Regions from separate parts of the Zea mays genome. Here region 1 is linked to region 2. A link is a contact called in public Hi-C data. All regions are on one chromosome and are shown on one strand. Each heading gives the region's core, a stretch centred on a gene start, on an enhancer-like site or on the middle of the called end of the contact. The rest is flanking DNA. Distances are from core to core; before and after follow the strand shown. Region 1 holds the start of LOC111347718. Region 2 holds the start of LOC100280904.

Region 1 (2,898 bases), core at 387-2,886, 390 kb after region 2:
GTGCGACGCTTTCGTCGCCACAAACATCACGGAACCGCATCCGCAACACTGCTAAAGACAACCTAAGGAATTAGAGGATCTCCATCAGATTGAGGATATCGAATCCACTATATGCAACTAAGGGCTGATTTGGTGACTAGTGATCACAGGAGGATTGAAAGGGATTGAGGGGGAAATTAGTTCATTTCCCCTCAATCCCCTCCAACTCCCGTGATCCCCTTGTCACCAAATGAACCCTAAAGAAGATTGAGAAATCAGACTTTTAGTGTATAGGAAAACTATGTTCCAGGAAATTGAGAAAAATCTACTCCCTTTATTATTCTCCTTCTAGGTGGGGCCCATATGTTATTGGAACTTCTCTTCCTCCTCTCTCACTAGGTTTGTGGTTTGTCAACAGGTTGGAAGAGTTTAGGAGAAGTGTCACCTCCCCTTGCCCTCTATGCCCCTTTGTTGACATGTCGATCGAGGAGATGAGTAGCGCCAATGCCGACTATGCTGCATAGCAGAACAAGTCACTGCCCGACCTACAGTCTGTCGCATGACCATGTGAAGACTAGGCCTGTTTAGTTTCCTACCTAAGGCGATACAATCTGCCTAACCTTAGTCGCTCGAATTGAAGAACTAAGTTTATGCAGAAAAGTTAGACATGTTGTGGCGCCTTAGGCAGCAAACCAAAATAACCTCTGGCTTTCGCTAGTCGCTTCTTGCATGCCCCGTTGATGAAATACAAGCAATGGAGGAGGAGGTACCTAGGACCAGGAGCACCATCGGGAACCTATCAACGTCGCTCAATCATAGATCGAAGGGCATGAGTTTCTATTCGACGATTGTCGGTGATGGCTTGGTCCAGTGGGGGCTAAGTGCCTGTGAGAGAAGGGGGAGGAACAACGATCGAGAAAAAGGCTACTTGCTCATCACTATCCAAGGGATTGTGTAGAGATTTCGAGGGTCCTAGAAAATACAGAAAAAAGATACTTCCTTCGTTCCAAAATAGTATGTGTTCTAGCTCTTGATTTTTGTGTCTATATTCACCTAAATGATGATGAATATAAATACATATATAAATCACATACATTGTATTGTATGAATTCTCTAAAAAACCAACACGAATTTTATTTTAGGACGGAAGGAACATATCAAAGCAGATTTTTTACCTCTATGACAGTTTTTATAGGAATAGATTATTTTTCTAATCTGGCGGAGATGATATTAAGACTTTCAAAGCGTTTGAGGAGGTACCACAACTCAGAAGCTGGATTGGATCATCCGATCCAGGTTCATCCACACGGCCAAACCCGATTGCTTCCATCCATGCAGAACTTGGGAAGCCATTGTTCCATGCGACTATGCCTTTGGCGGTTTGGCCTCTGCCTCAGCTGGTCAGTCCAGCCCTCAGGACAACTGAGCAGAGAGGCCGATGGCGTGGAGCCCGGCCAGCGGCCAGGCCGGCAGTAATAAAAGGAAACGAAAAGCACGCGCAGGTTTTGCATCAGCGCACGCCCGTTGCCGCGTGATTTGCACGGACAAGCACCAAATAGGTGCATGCGCAACAAGCCTACGAGACGGGCACAGATATTTATCATGTGAGGCGCGAACTTTTGCAAGGCCCACCATAAAGTGACCCGGAACCGACCCTCCGCTCCAACCGCCGCCGAGCGGCGCTGCGCCTGAGTCTGAGCTCCCCGAGATCTTGCCTCCCCGCTATAAAATCTCCATCTCCGGACGCTTGCGCAGGGGGAGGGGAGCTTTCCACTTCACGGCTGATGAGTGATGACCCTACCAGAAATCGACCCGATACGGCTCCTGCGCCAGATCGTCCATCAATAGCCCGAATCACACTCATCACAAGCCTCAAACTTTTCCAAACCAATTTAGATGCGGCGTGAGTGCTAAAGCGCTCTCTGGACTCTGTTTCGCAGTGGCCGCAGCTGCAGCGTCCTCTTCCCTTTTTGCCATCCAGCATCACCTGTGCCGCCGGCGCGTAATTGCACCGCGGTCACTGGTTAATAGGAAGAAGGGAAGGAGGAGGGGGGAGCGGTGTGCCGGGGTATCGTCGTGCCCATGGGCGTGCACGCCAGGTCGATGAGCTGGTATATGGGGTCGCCGGCGCCGGGGAGCGCCGCCGAGGGCGAGGGGCAGCGCGCGCTGAGAAGCAGCTCCGGTGGCAGCGACGGCAGCTTCGACACCAACATGGTCATCATCCTCGCCGCGCTGCTGTTCGCGCTCCTCTTCGCGATGGGCCTCAACTCGCTCGCGCGCTGCCTCATCCGCTGGGCACGCCGCGCGCCGGCCGGGGAGGACGGCGGCGCCGGCGGGCTAAAGAAGCGCGCGCTCCGGAGCATCCCCGTCGAGGTGTACGGCGCGTGCGGCGCCGACGGGGCGGCGGCTGTCGCCGCCGACGTCTGCGCCATCTGCCTCGGCGAGTTCGCGGACGGCGAGAAGGTGCGCGTGCTGCCGCGCTGCGCCCACGGCTTCCACGTCCGCTGCGTCGACACCTGGCTCCTGTCGCACGACTCCTGCCCCACGTGCCGGGGCTCCGTGCTCGACGGCGCAAAGGCCGCCGCCTCTGCTCCCGCCGCCGGGGGCAACCGGCGGCAGGGAAGCGAGGCTGCTGCCATCGCAATTGTCATTGGATGACGTGGACGTGTGGGGGCCCGCGTGCCCACTGGTGGTGGAGCCACACGGTATGCGAGACTAGCTTCGTTCCGTGGTAGTGAGATATTTTGCTGTGATGAGAAGCCGACGAGTCGCGGCGGCCCATCTCTCAGTCAAGACACAGCATGGCCTTCAGGATATTATCCCTTCGGTCTGTACTTGTGCATGGTCGTCGCAGCTGATCCTGTTTGTGTATACTAGGAGTGGATGATGAGGTATGCCGCTATAGGCTTGCAATAATAC
Region 2 (2,983 bases), core at 124-2,623:
AATGACACTGATGAGCACAAAACGCTGCTGCTTTTGAGGATCGTAACATGGATCCAAGATGAGCTCAGCGTTAGGTCAGAGTGATCCTCCTTCGTCGACTTCGATCAGTCCCGTCCCGGAGCCTGAAGGTGATCGATCCGGACTCCAGCCCTCGGTTTCAGGAATCTCGGAAAGCGTGGTTGGCCATGAGTATACGTTTCCATTTGCGAGACTATCACAACACACGATTGCCAATTGTCGCCACTTACCGAACGAGAATTCAGAGAATTATTGGGTGTCAGGTATGGTAAGGCTGCACTCCGTACAGCAGTCCAAGATATCAGCCCGGCCGGCGCCGTATGAATACGATGTCACCGTTACCTAATCATCTCAAAATGTTTTCATTGAGCTTCACGTTGAATCCGGTCTGAATGCGAGAGTGCCAGGGAACCTGGGCACCTGTGACCTGTCGCAGGCAGGCATGCCATGCCATGGCTAGAAACGTGGACACGAATCCGTGCCTGTTTCTGCGCAGCGTTTGCGATCATGGCGCCGAGGCGAGCTGATGATGGTTACCGGCATCGGTGAGGGATAGCCAGACGTGGGGCGAGCACCCCGGCCGGCGAGAGGGCGGGTCACCCATGGCGCCAATTGTTACGCTTTCGCCTGATGTCACCAGTCCCATTCACTGCCTCAAGCAAGGCTGAGGCGACATGCCGCGAACAAAGAGTCCTGGCCAGCGCGAGCGCGACGGCCGGAACGTACGTATAGCGAACCATGGATTCAGACCCTGGAGTGGAGAACCAGGTACTGCAGCAGGTTCGTTGCATTCGATTCAGGCTTGGACATGTACATACATGGTTTTGGTTCAGGCTGACTCCTATTCTGGATCCGAGCACCTGAGTGAGTTAGGCCAAGAAGAAGCCCCCCGCGAGCGTGAATGCCGTACAACTTCTTGGCATAGCAGCTTGTCTTGGACGCCTAAAACCATCGGCAGATACACAACAAGCCAGTAAACTCTGCCTGCGATCTGACCCGTCCGTCGTGGCTGCAGCGTAACCGTAACCGTAACCGGCCAGGAAATAGATACAGGAGAATGGATCAATGGATGGCCGTCGGCTTCTGCGTCAACACATGTCACGCAGTGACAGTGCCGAAAGTTACGTCTCGGCTTGGATTTGGATCCGCCGGCCGCCTTCCTCTGTTGGCCTGATACGCATAGCGCTTAGGAGGGAGAAGGCTGCTTGCCTGCTCGGCTAACAGCCTAACAGCAAGCCACATATCTGGCTTGCGGCCACACCCATCGTTGTCGGGCATTGATGAATGGTGCCGGTTCGCCTTAACCGCCGGAGCTAGCTCTGCATAAATATAATACGAACAGCTCGATCTCAAGTGAAGTGGCAGCAGCAAGCACCACGGAGAGGGACACGACTCCTCTCCCTCCCTCCCTCACCATGCCTTCCCCTTCCTCGGCCCACTGGCTGAGCCTCGTCGGGAGCATCTGGCTGCAGACCATCAACGGGCCCAACGCGGACTTCCCCGTCTACTCGTCGCAGCTCAAGGACCTGAAGCACATCACGCAGGTGCAGCTCAACTTCCTGGCCTTCGCGTCCGACGCGGGCAAGCTCTTCGGCTGGTTCTCCGGGGTGGCGGCGCTGCACCTGCCGCTGTGGCTCGTGGCCTTGGTCGGCGCATCCTTCGGCCTCGTCGGCTACGGGGTCCAGTACCTCTTCCTCGACAGCGCCGCCCTCCGCTACTGGCACCTGTTCCTGCTCACCTCCCTGGCCGGGAACGGCATCTGCTGGATCAACACCGTCTGCTACCTCCTCTGCATCCGCAACTTCGGCAGCAGCCGCAGCCGCGTCGCCGTGAGCCTCGCCGCCAGCTACCTCGGCCTCAGCGCCAAGGTCTACACCAGCCTGGCGGACTCCATACCCGGCCACCAGGCCACCTCCAAGGCCAAGACCTACCTCCTCCTCAATGCCGTCGTGCCCATGCTCGTCACCGTCGCGGTGGCGCCGTCGCTCAGGGCGGTGGACCTCACGGTCACGGGCGAGGGCCAGGCGGGGGCCAGCACGGACGCGGCATTCCTCGTCATGTTCGCCATCACGCTCGCCACGGGGGCCTGCGCCGTGGTTGGCAGCATCGGCTCCTCCACGTCCGGCGGCGGGCTGTCGTCGAGGGAGCACGTGGTCAGCCTCGCCGTGCTGCTGGCCACCCCCGTGCTCATCCCGCTGGCGCTCAGGGTCCGGGAGAGCCTGGACAGGATACGGGAGACCAAGCGGGAGAACAGGATCTACGACCTCGGCACCGACGACGATGGCGTCGTCGTCGACGTGGCCGCCACCGCCGAGAGCAAGGACGGAGACGGCGGCGTCACGGAGAAACCGCAGGAGGAGGTCGACGGCCTCCGGCTGCTGAGGAAGCTCGACTTCTGGCTCTACTTCTTCAGCTACATGTTCAGTGGCACCCTGGGCCTGGTGTTCTTGAACAACCTGGGACAGATAGCCGAGTCGCGGCGGCTCGGCCAGACTTCCACGCTCGTCTCGCTGTCGTCTTCGTTTGGATTCTTCGGCCGCCTGCTCCCGTCCTTCTTGGACTACTACTCCGCGAAGTAAGCACAAAGCTAATTTATATGAAGACTCGATCGGTAGTAGATTCAGTTTCAAGTTTCTAGATCGACCACCGATGCGCGCGGTCTTTTTTAATTGACATGCTAACGAACTTGTCGCTACACAGAACACAAAAGTCTAACTACTCTCCTCTTTCTTTTTGCACGACAAGCAGGAGCGGCTACTCCATCTCAAGGACGGGATCCATGGCGTCGCTGATGGCGCCCATGTCCGGCGCCTTCCTCCTGCTCCTCAACCGGAGCCACTTCATCCTGTACCTGAGCACGGCCGTGATCGGCACGTGCACGGGCGCCATCACGTCGGTGGCCGTGTCGGCGACGAGCGAGCTGTTCGGGGCCAAGAACTTCGGCGTGAACCACAACGTGGTGGTG

Evidence for each region. Hi-C and Micro-C count contacts between places; a contact is called where the count stands out from the background.
Region 1: a contact with region 2 is called in a Hi-C map of bundle sheath, with 2.5 times the contacts expected there. The contact joins the promoter of LOC111347718 here to the promoter of LOC100280904 in region 2. A contact is called at or near these places in 2 of 25 Hi-C or Micro-C datasets (bundle sheath and endosperm).

Annotation. Positions count from the first base shown.
Region 1 is chr3:189,590,616-189,593,513 of Zm-B73-REFERENCE-NAM-5.0, forward strand. It overlaps LOC111347718, which reads left to right and starts at 1,637. Exons shown (of 1, transcript NM_001357585.1): 1 at 1,637-2,898. The coding sequence starts at 2,062. The coding sequence ends at 2,637.
Region 2 is chr3:189,204,366-189,207,348 of Zm-B73-REFERENCE-NAM-5.0, forward strand. It overlaps LOC100280904, which reads left to right and starts at 1,374. Exons shown (of 2, transcript NM_001153824.2): 1 at 1,374-2,593; 2 at 2,767-2,983. The coding sequence starts at 1,434.